2 separate regions of the Cyprinus carpio genome follow, and region 1 is linked to region 2. The links are chromatin contacts, called in public Hi-C maps. All regions are on one chromosome and are shown on one strand. The core of a region is the stretch at or near the end of the contact, and the rest is flanking DNA. Distances in the headings are between cores, read along the strand shown.

Evidence for each region. A called contact is a pair of places that touch in the nucleus more often than the background predicts.
Region 1: a Hi-C map of skeletal muscle shows a contact between it and region 2, with 5 times the contacts expected there. The contact joins the promoter of LOC109093419 here to the enhancer-like site in region 2. A contact is called at or near these places in 5 of 8 Hi-C or Micro-C datasets (liver, red blood cells and skeletal muscle).

Annotation. Positions count from the first base shown.
Region 1 is chrB7:20,129,711-20,133,236 of ASM1834038v1, forward strand. It overlaps LOC109093419 (nuclear factor of activated T-cells, cytoplasmic 3-like), which reads right to left and starts at 1,383. Exons shown (of 10, transcript XM_042727848.1): 1 at 839-1,383. The coding sequence starts at 929.
Region 2 is chrB7:20,068,758-20,071,807 of ASM1834038v1, forward strand. All of the region lies in intron 9 of LOC109093419 (nuclear factor of activated T-cells, cytoplasmic 3-like), which reads right to left. Among protein-coding and RNA genes, the nearest start is that of LOC109102082, 44 kb to the left of the region's middle. Within about 2 kb of position 1,449, at least 1 of the 8 cell types and tissues checked has an H3K27ac peak or open chromatin away from gene starts, as enhancers often do. A contact at or near this core is called in skeletal muscle, where this site is marked.

The DNA of each region.
Region 1 (3,526 bases), core at 133-2,632, 61 kb after region 2:
GTAAATGTAAATATTGAATTTTTATGACTTTAGGGAGATGTTTGATGAACTGCACACCAAGCATGTTTATATTCTGTCTTTTGGATCTTATCCAAACTAAAAGATAATACAGTATGTGCTCCAAAATGTGTAAGCACTATTTTGTGATAATGACTCAATTATATATTTGTGCATTTAAAAAAAAAAAAATTGTATCACCTGCAAACTCATTGACAAAACTAGTTACTGTTGATGTTTTGATGTAAATAAGAGTAAAATGGAGAAATGAAACAGTGTAAGTCCAGTATTAGTAGAAACTTAAGTGCTGAAACTTTTTCCAAGATTCAAGATTTTTATTCGTCCCATTCATGGTTATACCGAGAATATATAACCAGCAGTGAAATGTAAGTAGATGTACTCTAGGTGAAGGCAGGCACGAGTGATAACAGAAACTTTTCTAGATTTCACTGTGGAGCAGCTGTCAGATTCATGGTGGCTGTGTCTCAAACGCGCCTGTGTTGTCCAAAAACGCTGTCTAGGCAGGCAGCTAAAAAGGCTCTAAGCCGCTGTGACCGGCTTAGGTCCTCTTTGCTTATACATTAGTTCACTCAGCGCCTAAATTTACCGCTTCGCATTTTCATTGGCTGAATTTACAACCGCACAAGAAACTAAACAAAACTGCAGCTGCTAGCGTAAAGCGAAAAGCCGGCGAGCTCTGTCGATTCAACGGCGCGCCGCTGCTGCTTTTGATAGCGAGTGTTGCATTTGGTATCGACCTCCTCACTTTTTCGATGCATGATTCATGAGTTAATCTACACCGAAACAGTGCGTGAGAGTATCCCGAAGTAGAGGCACTGACCTGCGGGGCCTAGCGGCGGCTGCTGCCCGTCCTCCCCGAAGATCAATCTGAAGTCCAGCTCTTCATTCCCGGGGCAGTTTGCAGTAGTCATCGGGTTTGACAGCTCGGGCTCACCCGTGTAAATACGCCGACTCTTTAATAAACACACTACATTGACTACAAATAAAGGCAAAACTTTTAAACTTTTCCTCCGCGCTGTAATTCTCTAAGCCCGGGAAGAAATATTATTGCTTCTCCCTCACAAAAATCCAAACTCTTCGACCTTCTGCGGAGCTTCAGCGATCTCGCAGCGGCTTGAACTTTTTGCCCGTGGCGTGGAGCGGTGGAAGAGGGGCTGAGCGCCTCCTGCTAAGCCTTAGAAAACGAATAAAACTAATAACACCTCATACAGCGACCGTTCATCGAGCTCGTCCGTAATTTCGCTGATGCTCTCCGTCTCGAGCTCCTATCCCAACTTTTACTAACAGCGCGTGACAGGGCAGTTCCAGCGGTGACGTCAGGCGAGTCGGCAGACAACACAAGCGCGCGCACACACGCACTCGATCACTCACGCACAACCTAGCCCTTAGTGGGCTTATGGGTCTTGTAGTTTCTGTGAACTGTTGTTAACTGGAGTTGAATCAGCCGTTCCACGTGTCTCAGTGGATTTTATTTTGAATGCAGTATACTAAAATACATTAAATATAATTTAAATACATTAATATAAATTTTGCGATTTACATAATTTACTATAACTACATATTTTAAATACATTAAAATACATTAAATATAATTTAAATACATTTTTAATTTGTCATTAAGTTTACTTGTTTGCATTTTTTAAAAGCAAAGACATAAATCGTATATCTTTGTTATTTCCAGGTTTAAATTAAATTTTGAATCCCAGATTTTCTGAGTGTTGTCTCAGACCTTTGGACTCCACTGTATATATCTTTACAAATTGTGTTAAACTATAAACCACAGGCTACTTTTGCTCCATAGTCTAGTTTATAAATTGTAGTAAACATTATTATGTTTTGTATTTTCTAATTGAATACAATTTGTTTTTAAAATTGTTACAAATTACAATACTGGCATAAGGCTACAAAATGATTCCAAATCTGAATTTCTGGATTTTTTTTTTATTTTTATTTTTTTGGTATTATCCCTTTTGCTTTAATGATAGCAGCGCTCAAGCTGCATGAACTGCACAGTTTCATAAAAACCTGCTGATCATGTGGGAATGTACCAAAAGAGCATCTTGTGCTTCAACAAAAGCCAGAACATCTAACCATTTATTCAAGTGTTAACATAGCAGTGTCACAAATTTGCTTGATTGATTATCTAAATATTGCAGAAATGAAATATTTCTTCATTTTTCACATCATAAAGTTCTTTCTTTTCAATTTCTCGAAATCATTAAAAACCTGTTTATTTCCACATTTTTAAATGTGTCGTTCTTTATAACCAATTTATAACCAAATGTATATATTCTTTAAGTTTTGGTTTTGTTAAAGAATTTTTTTCAGTACTCATACACTGTATGTACACGGTTATCCAATGACAACCCTATAGAAAAACTATCATTTTCCCAAAATCTTTAAATAGAGTGATGATGGCATAAAAAAAAAAACTATGCCTTAATGTCCATACACAAAATTAAACAAACTCAAATCTGTCTTCACACTCACTCAAACATGAATTCATGTGTGCAGAATTAGAAAATGATACATGGTGCAGATTTCAGTCCACGCTGTAACTATACCTATCTGATGCCTAACAGTCCCAGCATGATGAATAATAGAAAAAAGTGTTATGTTATGGCAAGTCATCAGCAAACATACTTAACCCGTATTACATAACATTATGCAGTGTTTGTTTACCTCACTAACCTATACTATATGACTTTGTTTGAGTAATTGAAGTGCTCCATTCATGTAGAGCACTGTCTCATAGACGAGAGAGAAAAAATTAACACAACACTTCAAATTTAAAACTAATGGTAATCTTTTTAGTTTCTCTGTTGGAGGTATATGATGTTAAATTGTACATCTCTATTATTTGTTTTCCATCCCAAACATTTGTTTTCCTCATATAACTTAATTTTGCTCTGTGGTTGGCACAACAGGATGCTGTGTTTCATCTATAACGGAAAAAAAACACAATATCAGACTATAACTGAGAAAAAGAAAAAAAAGAAGAAAAAAAGAAAACCAAAACAAAACATAAAAGTGTGGACCAAGCAGCTTTATATCAGTGATGGAATTCACACCGCCAAACAAAAATGTCTTTGACACATGTGGGCGTAAAAACGGCATGTTCACATTTCCTGTGGTCTTTATTTACTTCGATGTCATTAAATGCTGAACTTCATTGAATGCTCAAAAGGCTGATAGAGTTTGAAAGCAGTTATTGGCATGCTGAGTTGCAGAATCAGTTGCAGAGACTTCATCTGGTCTCGTGGCATATACGGCATTTACTAAAGTTGTAATGCTCACTTTGGCTTTTTACTTATGATGTACTTATGAACTTAAAGCCAAACTAAATTAAAGTTGCAAAACTGTCTATCATGCTGCACAAACAAACATATTCTCACACATCTTTATAAACTGCACAATTCTGAAAGTTTGCATAAGAATAACAGAAAGAAAGTACAATAAAAGGACCCAAATACAGTTGTTTTATAATTGCATAAGTGCCAATAGGAAT
Region 2 (3,050 bases), core at 199-2,698:
TCCTATGTTCTAGTCCTTCTTTGACCTTTCTGTTTGAGAGTGTGCGCTCAAACAGTGTAAATTGCCTGTTTTTTTGTCTTCCATCTGTCAGTCTGTCTGTAGCCCCTCCCCAGCACCACCTGCAAAGAGTCTTTGACATCACCTGTGCCATCTGTTCACACACACACTGCCGTACGGACGATTCTTATTTGTCCATGAAAAACCCAAAACAGTTCCAGCCCTTAAATATTAGCTTTCTATATAAATAAACTTTAATCCACCCAGTGGCGGCACCAGCTTAACGCAGACCTGGAATAATAGGACCGGAATATCAAGTGGGATTCCCGCCTACTGCAAACTGCTAGTCAGCAGTATTAAACCAGTTTAACCAGAATCAAAACGGCTTTGGAAATTAAAGCCAGTGCAATTTGTAAACAAACACCGGGTTTTACACTAAACGATTATCTGCATTCACACAGAATCATACAACTACCAGAATGCACTGCCACTGACAACCACTGAATTCTGCTGAAAAGTGATTCATCAAATGGAACTGAAGTATCTGGGGCCATAAAAGTGCCAGGAAAGTGTGATTAAGAACTGCAGAGTCTGACTGATACATCAACTTACATTTAAATCTAGTGAAACTCTCAGCCAGCTGCAGAGCTCTTACAGTTAACCATGACGAGTGATTCATTGCTCTTTTATGAACAGATGCGAGAGAAAAGAGAGCAAGAAAAAATGAGCAAGTTTATATTTAAATGCAATCAACAATAAGCATAATAATAAAAATAATAAGATACAGATTTATATAACTACATGGAATATTGTAAAAAATCATAATCCATGCGTGAATGAAAAAAAAGTTTTTTTATATATTTATAAATTACTATTGTGACATTAGATTTTTTAAAAATTGTTTTTATATGGTTTCAATAAATTCTATAATGCTTTAAAGTAATAAATCCTAATGGTTTAGTAACATATAGTAGTGATAACCATAGAGTATACATTTAAATGCAATAAACAATAATTATTTTAATACATAATATTATATGCAATATAGTAAATAATTTTGTATAAAAACGTGTATTTTTCAGAATTGTGTATATACATTTTAGGTTTATTTATTAAATAGGCCCTTCGCAATGCTTTAGCAAACATGCCGTACCTTTCACTAGTAGTGATAGCTGTATGTTGACGTGAAAGGAGGTTTATGTCAGTGACTGGAGCTGTGTTCTGTTCTATTTGGAGTTCATTTCTGACCTCCTTAACAACTCACAGTGCTCAAGAACTTCAGTCAGAATGACACAGACCCTATTTATAGTGTGTGCTTTAGGGAGGATACAGTCCCTGGTGAAATCAGTTCAAAACTTCACTTTTAAAAAGGCTCAACTCCATCCCATCTCACACACTGAATTCATGAGGACGTCTAATGCTATATGTGAGCAACATGTAGGCAGTGAATACTTGTGGCTGAGCATGCCTACTCTGAAATATTGAGTGCGTATTAGGGCTGCACGATGTGTCATTTAAGCATTGATATCGCGATGTACGAATCCACGATAGTCACATCGCAGGATGTGCGATGTAGGCTGTCGTAGTTGATCCAACAAACACTCAACTAACACTGCAGCTGCTCCCCGTCCTTGACGAATGTGATTCGCAGATTAATTGCACAGCTTAACCATCATAGAGTGAAAGTTTATCATTTGCATGTGTTTTTAAGTCCTGTCAGTTTAACAGGGCGCATATAAGAACGAGCAGAGAGAGAGAGAGAGAGAGAGAGAGAGAGAGAGAGAGAGAGAGAGAGAGAGAGAGAGAGAGAGAGAGAGAGAGAGAGCCCCGGCCGCGCGCGCTCAACTTCACCGTCTTCGAACAACACGAGCGCTGTCTTGCTCTCTCTCCCTCGCGCATATTAAGCAAAATCAATTGACAGGATGGTGTCAAAAAAAAAAAAAAAAAAAACTATCCAGTGATGAAATGTTTTCTGTGTTGTCAAATCTTGTGCGATATCCTAAACTGCTGAGATAATTACACAACGCGTGCCGTACACGTCTGATTTGCGAACTAATGATTCCTTTGAACCGATTCAATTTAATGAATGGTTTAAACAACTGAGTCCAACACTGAACTCGCGAGACGTCTGAATTGGTGTATAAAAAAAATCTGTAACACTTTACAATAATGTTTCTATTTATTAAACTATTTAACTACATTATTTAACATTTACTATTACTAAACTGCACTTCTACAACATTGTTAATTTCAACATTTATAGGCTTTAGCCTTCATTGTTGAAATCAAAAGTTGTGCAGTATTTGTTAACATAGTTAATGCACTGTGAAGTAACATTACCAAACAATGAACAGCTGTGTTTTTATAAACTAAGATAAACAAAGATTAAATATAGTATAAATATATAAATAATACTTTGATGTTTAAATCATTTAAAATGAGAATGTAAGTGTGCTCACCCCATTTTTGTTTTTAAGAAAAAATTTGATTAGATTTCATATCGCAATATATATCGCAGAAAAATAAAATATCGCAATGTAATTTTTTCCCAATATCGTGCAGCCCTAGTGCGTATGCGTGTAACCATGTGTCTTGTGTTAGTATGTGATTTGAAACGGTGAATTAGCTTGTGCAAATCTGTGAATTAGTATGCAGCTGGCCAAAGAGTGAGAATTTTGTGTGTGTATACACTACATATAGTGTGGGCTGCATATAGTGAGGGCAGTTTTAATAACTCAGACAAATTCTGCATCCTTCTGGACTCACACATCACTACACAGACACAGGCACTTGTCTAATTTGAGTGAGTCAAGCTGTTCATTAACTCTGTCTGACTGCACATTTGAATACGTAACTGAAGAACTGCAGAAAGCAGAAGTGACTCCCCGTGATCACATTCTGGTCCAGGATCCGTATCTTAAAACCATGACGACATTGCTGAAATCTGTGCTGATGAACTACAGCATTAGCCTGAACTCTTTCATCAGTCATCCATGAAAAAAATAATCTACTATGATAGATGCACCAGGTTCAAAGTGCTCAAAATACAGCCC